2 separate regions of the Mus musculus genome follow, and region 2 is linked to region 1. A link is a contact called in public ChIA-PET data. All regions are on one chromosome and are shown on one strand. The core of a region is the stretch at or near the end of the contact, and the rest is flanking DNA. Distances in the headings are between cores, read along the strand shown. Region 1 overlaps Smg6 (Smg-6 homolog, nonsense mediated mRNA decay factor (C. elegans)). Region 2 holds the start of Pitpna (phosphatidylinositol transfer protein, alpha).

What was found. ChIA-PET counts read pairs in DNA pulled down with a chosen protein or histone mark.
Region 2: a contact with region 1 is called in an RNA polymerase II ChIA-PET map of memory CD8 T cells, with 7 read pairs. The contact joins the promoter of Pitpna here to the enhancer-like site in region 1. A contact is called at or near these places in 1 of 39 promoter capture datasets (hippocampal neurons), 1 of 484 Hi-C or Micro-C datasets (embryonic stem cells) and 2 of 115 datasets of contacts at active chromatin or transcription factors (embryonic basal ganglia and memory CD8 T cells).

Annotation. Positions count from the first base shown.
Region 1 is chr11:74,958,617-74,963,247 of GRCm38.p6, forward strand. The region is part of intron 8 of Smg6 (Smg-6 homolog, nonsense mediated mRNA decay factor (C. elegans)); the gene reads left to right. Among named protein-coding and RNA genes, the nearest start is that of Srr, 35 kb to the left of the region's middle. Within about 2 kb of position 1,540, at least 73 of the 459 cell types and tissues checked have an H3K27ac peak or open chromatin away from gene starts, as enhancers often do. A contact at or near this core is called in memory CD8 T cells, where this site is marked.
Region 2 is chr11:75,586,698-75,590,994 of GRCm38.p6, forward strand. Pitpna (phosphatidylinositol transfer protein, alpha) reads left to right here and starts at 1,382. Exons shown (of 12, transcript NM_008850.2): 1 at 1,382-1,655. The coding sequence starts at 1,636. It overlaps 4931413K12Rik (RIKEN cDNA 4931413K12 gene), which reads right to left. Exons shown (of 2, transcript NR_166698.1): 2 at 3,327-4,011.

The DNA.
Region 1 (4,631 bases), core at 290-2,789:
TGGCTGAACTTCAGCCTCCTCATCTGAAACATGGCAGTAATGATAATGTCACTTCCCAAGGTTTGAAAGTAATAGTTTTTGCTTGAAAATTTGCGGATCTGGCTTGGATGTTTTGTGCTTTTTAAAGAACCAGCCATAGTACAGAGTTCTGAATTTATTTTCTTTCTTTCTTTCTCTCTTTCTCTCTTTCTTTCTTTCTTTCTTTCTTTCTTTCTTTCTTTCTTTCTTTCTTTCTTTCTTTCTCTTTTTTGTTTTTTGAGACAGGGTTTCTCTGTGTAGCCCTGGCCGTCCTGGAACTCACTCTGTAGACCAGGCTGGCCTCGAACTCAGAAATCCTCTGCCTCCCAAATGCTGGGATTAAAGGTGTGGGCCACCATGCCTGGCTGAATTTTCTTGTTTTTAAATTTTTAAAAAATTATACAGATGACATTTTTTCTTCAGACCCATCATTTCTCTCACTTTTCAGTGTCCCTTGTACAGTTGTGTGCTAAACTGCTGCTGCCGCTGCTGCCACTGCCATAATGTTAAAGAAAGCTGCTGTGTGGGTGGCACACAGGCATTGCCCTCCCCCTCCCAGCCACCCAGGACAACTATAGGTCAGAGCCTTAGGTTTGAAGCCTGGTCATATGGTACATCAGGTCATATGGTACATTTTGGAGTGCATTCTAGTTGTTGGGCATAGATCATGGTAAATTAAGTTTGCAGTTTCAGAACTCCTGTCAGGATGAAGGAGCAGAACCAGTGTTTACCCTCATTTCCTCTGGACAGTGTAGAATGTTAGAGAAAAATTTCATCTCTGGGTTTGCTAGTAAGCAGATGTTTCATGTCTGATAACCCAGTTTCTTTGTTGCTCTGTAATTATGTGATCCTGGTAGAGAAAGACGAATTGTTGGTTTCCTGGGTGTAAGGATTGCATGTTTGGTTGGCTTTGGTCCTTTTGTTTGTTTTGTTTTATTTTCATCAGGGTTGCCGTGAGTTGATTTCATGTCAGTTCCCATTTCACTTTTCTAGTTTGTAGTGTGAACCTCATGTTCTACTCCTTCACCTCAGAATCAAGTTTTAAAGTTGCTTCATGAGTGGAGATTAGGCAATAAGCCTGCGAGAGTTCATGGCAGCCTCCTTCCTATAGGACAAGGCTGCAGGTTGGCTCTGCTTTTCATAGGCTCTAGGAACAGTTCAGCTAGACTGCTGTTAAAGTTATAAGCAGGATTGGAGGTTTTCAAAGGATATAAACTGCTTTGTGTGGAGCAGCTCCTAACAAATCAGGCCTAAAGGCAGCCTCCTAGACTGTTGGACTGTGGGGCTGAGGTCTTTGTTTCTGTGGTTGACTGCAGTGAAGTTTCTCAGAGCATACTGGCCCTACCTTCAGACCTGTGGCAGCCCTTATGACCTCGGTCACCAAACCACTTCAGGGCTTTATTTTTATCCTGGCCTTTGGTTTTAAGATAGGAGGTTGGTTTTTTTCCTCTAAAGTTCTCTGGGGAAGAAACAGTGCCAGGGTGCAGTAGAGGCTGGTTAAACACCAAAACCACACTCTTCGTGTTTCTGGGCTTGAGACGTGACATAAGCTGTGCCACAAACACCAGCTTCCACGCTATGAAGAAGCTTCCGTTCATTCGCTTGTTTTGTACTTTTAGACAAGTAAAATGGTGTAGGAGGCAAATGTGCCCCTTCCCAGACACCACTAGATAGAATGCTAAGAGGGGACATTTTAAAAATCCAGCATTTTCCAACTTTAGTTTTTTCATCTTCTCCAAGGGTAATGGTGAGAACTCTCACAACTTACTAGGTCTCAGGAAGCCAGATTACCAACATATCCTGTTCGCGTGCATGTGTGTGTTCTGTTACCCACAGGCCACTTTCCACCCCACATGACCTTCAGTTACCATCCGGAAAGTCGGACCCAGATACCAGTCAGAATTTCCAAGCTTTGGTTTAATTTAGACATTTTAGAAATAGTAATGACAGTAATTGTAAAGAGAAGTCACTTGAGTAACATACAGAACAAGTATAAACAATACATCCTGAAGGAGGAAGGAGTGAGGTGGTGCGCTTTTCCAGTAATGTGCTTAAAAGTTAGCATTCAGGCCGGGTGGTACGCACGCCTTTAATCCCAGCACTCGGGAGGCAGAGGCAGGCGGATTTCTAAGTTCGAGGCCAGCCTGGTCTACAGAGTGAGTTCCAGGACAGCCAGGGCTACATAGAGAAACCCTGTCTCGAAAACCAAAAAAAAAAAAAAAAAGAATAAAAGAAAAAAAAAGCATTCAGAAGAAAACATGAAGCAGCTAAAATGTTCAGAGGAAGAGAAAGTAATCAGAGAACAATTTGGTTACAAATCAAACACATTTTTAAATTTTGGGGTCTTAATTTAAATTACTTTTTTATTTTTCCATTTCGTGTGTGTGTGTGCTCGCGTGCCTATGGAGGTCCAAGAACATCTTCTGGGAGTTGGTCTCTCTTTTTGTCACGTGGGTCCCAGGGATTGAACTCAGGTTGTCAGGCTTAGGGCAAGCCTTTGTCTGCTAACCTGTCTTCCCAGCCCCAATTCTTAGGTATTTAAACTTTTGTTATTTAAAAAGTATTTTTAGAGATTTAAAAAAATTATTTGTAGTTGTGCATATATGGGTATGGATATATATATATATATATATATATATATGTATATATATACATATATGTACACACACACACACACACACACACACACACACACACACGATGAGTCCAGATGCTGGCGAGGCCAAGAGGTATCAACGATCCTGGAACTGGAGGTGTAGGAAGTTATTAACTGCCAAATATGGGTGCTGGGAACCAAATTTGGGTCTTAACATCTGAGCCATTTCTCTAGTCCCATTAAATATTTTTAAATGAATTTTATGTGTATGGGCATTTTGTTTGAATGGCCAGAATAGGGCATCAGAGTGTCTGGAACTGGAATTACACACTCGTGTGAGCCACCAAGTGGATGATAGGATCTAAACCTAGGTTGTCAATAGCCAGTAGTCTTAAGTGTGAAACCAGTTATTATATATATTATTGACAGATCATGGTCACACATGCCTTTAATTTTGCCAATACAGAGGCAGAAGCAGGCAGATCTTTATGAGTTCAAGGCCAGCCTGGTCTTTGTATCAAGTTCCAGGCCATCCAAGTATACACGATGAGACCCTGTTTCAACAAAGAAATACACATTATATTATGTATATTATTTTATCGAAGTTGTTCATAACATAGTACTATACTTTATTTTACTTTTTTAAAGATTATTTGAACACAGAGATCTGCCACCATGCCCAACACATCTTTATTATTAATTTGTATGTGTGAGTAGCATAGGGGTGTGTGTTTGTGTGTGTGTATTTGCAAGGGTGCTACTTGTCCTGCCACTTTCCATCTTAATCTTTTATGGTTTCTCTGTAAACATGAAGCCCATATTTTATTAGTCAGCAAGCCCTAGTGCCCTCCTGTTTTCTTTCTTTCTATCACTTGGGCTACAGACATTTACAGGCTCATGCTCAGCATGTTATGTGGGTACAGACATGAGTGTGACCTTTGGTCCTTAGACTTTACAGGAAACACTTTTACCCAGTGAGTCTTCTCTTATCTCATTGCTTGATCCAGATGAAGTTGTTTATGCTGTCCATGCTAGTTTTAAATTAGTTTAAAATTCAGGCTTCCCCCAACCACCAATTCTTTCCTCACTGTCCTAGAAGCTGGGAGGGATCAAAGCAGTTAAGGTTGAGGGCCTTCTTATAAGACACTGCTAATGAAGGTTTTCGCACTCTTGTGATCACATAATCCTGTGTGTTTGCCACTTCAGGATCCATATCATTCCTGGCACTACCAGCTAAGTGCCATTAGTGATCCCCTCATATTTTCAAACACTCTCTGGGAGGAAGAGTGCTATTCCACTTAAGAATTATGAATTTGGGGGCTTGATGATATTAAAAAAAAACAAAACCCACCTTGTTAGATTTCTTCCATCATTTCCTCTTAGAGAAACTGCCTTGTGGTTTGATCTTCATAGAATAAGTCAACAATAGGGAGAATTAGAGTATCTGGTAGAAAAGGGAACATGCCTAGTAGAGTTTTAAGGAAACCATTTATTGAGTGCATTGTCCAGTTGCCTATTTTAGAGTCAGTGAGACTGATTTATAACTTATGAAAAGTTTGTTTTGATGTTACTCATACTTTAAAAAGCTTGTTCCTCTCTATGTGAGAAGTTGCTGTCTTTGGCCTTAGTGTCCAGATGATGTTGAAGATTGTGGGAATTTGTATGGTATATTTGAGAGAGTTGTTCAAAGCCAATGTAAAGATATAGTTTTGGCATCTCATGAATAACCTGATATCCTGACTTAAGCCAGAACTCTGGCATTAGAGAATTTCCAGCATGGGAGAATTGACTACGAAAAGTCCTCCTCTGGCTCCTTACCAAGTTAGACAAGGGAGCAATCAGCTGCTGAGTTGCAGCCAGCTGGCATGTTTGTGAGGGTGTACTATAAATTGTCCCTTAGGATCTAGTTTTTGAAGAGCCTTCCAATAAGAGTGAGTCCTGTACATTGGACCTGTGAGTCTGCAGCTGTGATGTAGGAAGGACTATACAGTAACACTGGCTGTTGTGTGGGTAGGAA
Region 2 (4,297 bases), core at 132-2,631, 630 kb after region 1:
AGCTTTCCTCCGTAGCCTCTGCTTCAGTTCCTGCCTTCGGGTTCCTGTAATGTTTTTCCTTGCTAATGGACTCTAGTCTCAAAGTCGTAATAAACCCTTTTCTCCCCAAGTTACCTTTGGTCATGGTCTTTATCACAGCAACAGAAAACCACACTAGGACAAGTCCCTGAATGCAGCCTGTTCCTGACTCCGGCCCTTACGTGTGTCCTTTCTGCTGTGCATGGTCTTCCCCAGCATCTTGTGGATCTCTGGGATGCCGTCCCTCAAGGGACTCCTCACATACACCAGGTGCTGTCCAGTGTGATCCCATCAAACACAACTTCCACCTCCCACCCGTACCCCAAAGCCTGCTGCCAAGCTACCGTTTTCTTCTCTTTCTGGGATTCTGGGATTGAACCTAGGGCCTCCTGCATACGAGGCAAGTGCTCTGACGAGCCACATCCCAACCCTCTCTTCAGCTTTTATGAGACAGCAACTTACTAAGTTTTTCAGGCAGGCTTTGAACGTTCCATCCTTCTGCCTCAGCTCCCAGACAGCTAGGAATTCCCAGACAGCTAGCCTGTACCACTAGCTCTGGCAGCCCCTTTCCTTCCAAGTGCCTGCTACCCCAGCCATCACCTGCCTCCCCTCCATTTGATTACCAGCTCCCTAGGGGCAAGATAGTGCCAGCCTTCTTCTCTCTATTCAGGATATCACAGGCTCTGGTACACAGCAGCCCCACAGCCAATGGTTAGTGGGTGGATGAGAAGACACTAAGATTTTATGTTAGAATCTCAGCTCTACCCAGCACTCAGGAGCCAGAGGCAGGTGGATCTTTGTGAGTTCGAGGCCAACCTGGTCTACAGCGCAAGTTCCAGGACAGCCAGAGCTATATAGTGAGTTCCTGTCTGAAAAAAAGAAAAAAAAAAAATCAAATCTCAGCTACATCATGAAAACACTGTGATGAGCAAATCTAACTTATGCAGCCTTCTTGCCTGTAAACGAGGGCAGTAACAGTATCTTTCTGGTGGAGATGTGGAGTCACGTATTTAGAGGAAGTATATACACACTTGTTTGGTTTTGGTTTCTTGGTGAATCCAAATTAGGCAAGTGCTTCGTGGTTGAACTAAATCTCAAACTCCCTCATTTTATTTTTGACATGCTTGGCTCTCAGTACACCCACCAGCGAAGTCCAAGCATATAGGCACAGTAGCTCCTGATGCAGAAGAGTATTCATACCAAACATGTCTCTTTACCTCTTGACTACCAAACCAGACCTGGGCCCAGATGCTGACACGGACCCGGAGCCACGGCCCATTTAAGGGTGGAGGGGTGGACCCGGGAAGGCCCCGCCCCGCGTGAGGTCAACGCGCACTGCTGCGTCTGACGCTTTGGTTGCCGCAGAGACGCCCCGCCCCCGCGTGGCGCTGCGGAACCGGAGCTCCGGGCGGCGTCGGCAGAGGCGCGGGAGGTGGTGAGGCCAGGGCAGGGCGACAGGAGCCCGCGCGGCGACCGCAGCGAGAGCAGCGGGGACAGAGCAGACCACGACGAAGGCGCACAGGCAGCGGGGCCGGGCCGGGCCACCGGGAGAGCGGCCACCGGGTAGCGGGCGGGAGGCCGGGCTGGCAGCTGGCAGCCGCCGAGCCGCGAAGCGACATGGTGCTGCTCAAGGAGTAGTGAGTGTCGGGTCGGCTGTGCGGAAGCGAGGCGGAAGGGAGGGTCGGGATGACGGCGGCGAAGGCAGATCGCCTGCCGGGGGATGGAGAACACCGGATGGGGCTGTTGGGCCGCTTAGCAGGGGCGGAGAGGACAGCGGGGGCTGGACGGGGCCTGAGGTGGGGCCGGAGGGGCCCGAAGGGGCCAGAGGGTGACAGACAGCACCTGAGGTGGGATCGAATAGGTCGGAGAGGAGGCTGAGAACCGGTGCGGGCCGGTCAGGGCCTGAGGAGGGGTCAAGGGGATAGGGAGATCCAGAGGAGACATTAGGAGGGGCATGGGGAATGGAGAGCGCTGGATGTGGTGTGGCCCTATGGTGGACGCTGTGGGATGAAGGAGCAGGCAGAACTGCCTGAAGGACCGAGGAGTTGTGTAAGGGACCAAGGAGCAGTGGGACAAGGGCAGGCAGCGCCGGTGAGTTGACTGACGCTGGGGAGGGGTTTGAGGCTGAGCTGTACCAAGGGGCAGGGAAGATCAGATAAGGTAGCTCTTGGAATGGAGTTGAGGTGGTGGGGAGGGGTGTTGAGGCGGAACCTGGGGCATGGACAGTGGCTGCCTGAGGCAGCAGAGGAAAAGGGATTGTAATAATTGGTTGCAGAAAAAAGGACTTCAGTCAAAGCCACGCTTGGGTGATGGGATGGGCAAAAGAGTATAGGGGACTGGATGACAGGGTGGGGATGGCATGGTACCCAAGTAGGTGCAGAAGAGGAGGCTTTTGCAAGAAGTTCAGCATGCCTGCTTAGGACTTGGCAACACTTGAATGAAGAGTCTAGAAAATACTGGGCAGGTTCTAAAGTGATGTGAAGGAGTGTGGGTAAGAGAGAAGGGCATTAAGTTAGCAGGGCCCAGGACCGTCCAGGAAGATGATTAAGAATGAATGTGCCTGCTAATGGAAGTGGTGGGGACCAAGACAAGGCTATCCAAGCCTACAGGATGCTGGATGGTGCTGTTTGGAGGAATTGAGGTCCCATAAATGTTTTGGGGGGTGTGGAGCTGTTGATATGGGGGATGGGCAGGGCTTGCAAGGAGATAGATGTTTGTTTGCTCCTGGCTGTCGGGGTGGAGCGGAGGGTGTATTTTGATTGACAGTATGACCTACTCCTGAGGATCATGGTTCTGAGTGGACATCCCAGGGCTTTCTGCTCTCCTCCAGGAGAAATTGGATGTGTGCATAGCCTTTATGGTGTCGATAAGCTTTCCTAGAGGGATGGGCAAGTGGGGCAGCATTGGGCCCTAAGCTACCCAAGTTCAGAAATGGGATATGTCCAAGTAGAGAGAAACTTGGGAAACTCTTATGGCCAAGTGTGCAGAGGGCACTTTGTCTCTCCCCCCCAGGGTTTTCTCCTTGGAGGTGATGAGATGTTGAAGACACAGTGTAGTTTGAATGGCACACAGAAGAGAGCCCGGTGTCATCCTACCTTGACTCTCGAGAACATTTGGAGGCCCCAGTCTTGAGAGCAGCTAATCCAGCCAGAGCCCAGAGCTTCCTGTGGTGAAGAGCAAGAACGCTTGGGTGCCAGTGTTCTCCAAGGAGAACATGGTGCGCTCTGCATTTTAACCCATAGTCTCCAAACGAACGAACGAGTTCTTCTCACTTTTCAGATTAAAAAAAATCTCACTTGAATCCTACAGTCTGTAGAAATGTGTAGTTTTGTAAAGGTCAAACTGGGGAAAGAAAGGCCTTTTGAGGAGACAAGTGAGCCTGGGAGGCAGGTGCTCCTTTCTCATTCTTTGTTCTCCTCACTTGAAGCCTGTCAGGGAAAGGACCAAGGGTGCTGGCAATACGGAACCTGCCGGGCATCTGTGTTTCTGTGTGACGGACAGGGTTCCCTGTGTGTGCATCCCTGGGCAGGAGGGGGCATCCAGATACTTGGCTGTGGGTTGCAGCACTGCAGCCCTGAGACGGACACACGTGAAGGTCATGTCATGGTGAGCATGGCACCAGTCTTGGCCCAGCTGGGCCTCTGCCCTATCCTTTCCCATTGTCCCCCGTGGCTGCTGAGGTGGTTCTGTTCCGAGGGAGCAAGGGAGAAATGTCTGGGTGTGCAGGTGGAAGCAGGCTCAGAGCATCCTTGAAGGCGCTGGACTGTAACTAGTCTGTTCTAAGGGACGGCTTGGACCTCAAGGTTGTCCCTGTTTCTTTTTCTGACACTTCCTCCAACAGGATTTTCCCGGATTTGAGTTCTGCAAATTCTTCGATGTGATTTTTGCTGTGTTCTTGAAGATAAAAGGCGTATTGTTTTCTAGGAAGTTTCTTCTGAGGGTGCAGAAATTCTGCCCTCTAAGTTGGAAGTACTTCTATGTACCGTTGCTTTCCTGTAATGGGAGGATTTACGTTATTTGAGTCTTTCTGGAGGAAGGGAAATTAGCAGGCAGTAAAGACTTGAAGCCCGATTTATTTATTTATTTATTTATTTTCCTGCTGCCTTTTCTGCTTGATGCCTGGCATTTGCTGTGATGTTTCCTCAGGTCTCCCTATGTGTTTTCTTGCTGCCTGGGAGAACTTTGTGGGACTAGGGACCAGCAAGCTGTTATGCAGCCTGGAGCAAAAAGGCATGCTTGAACCTCTGCATAGGAAGGATGCTATATATACTCATGCCTT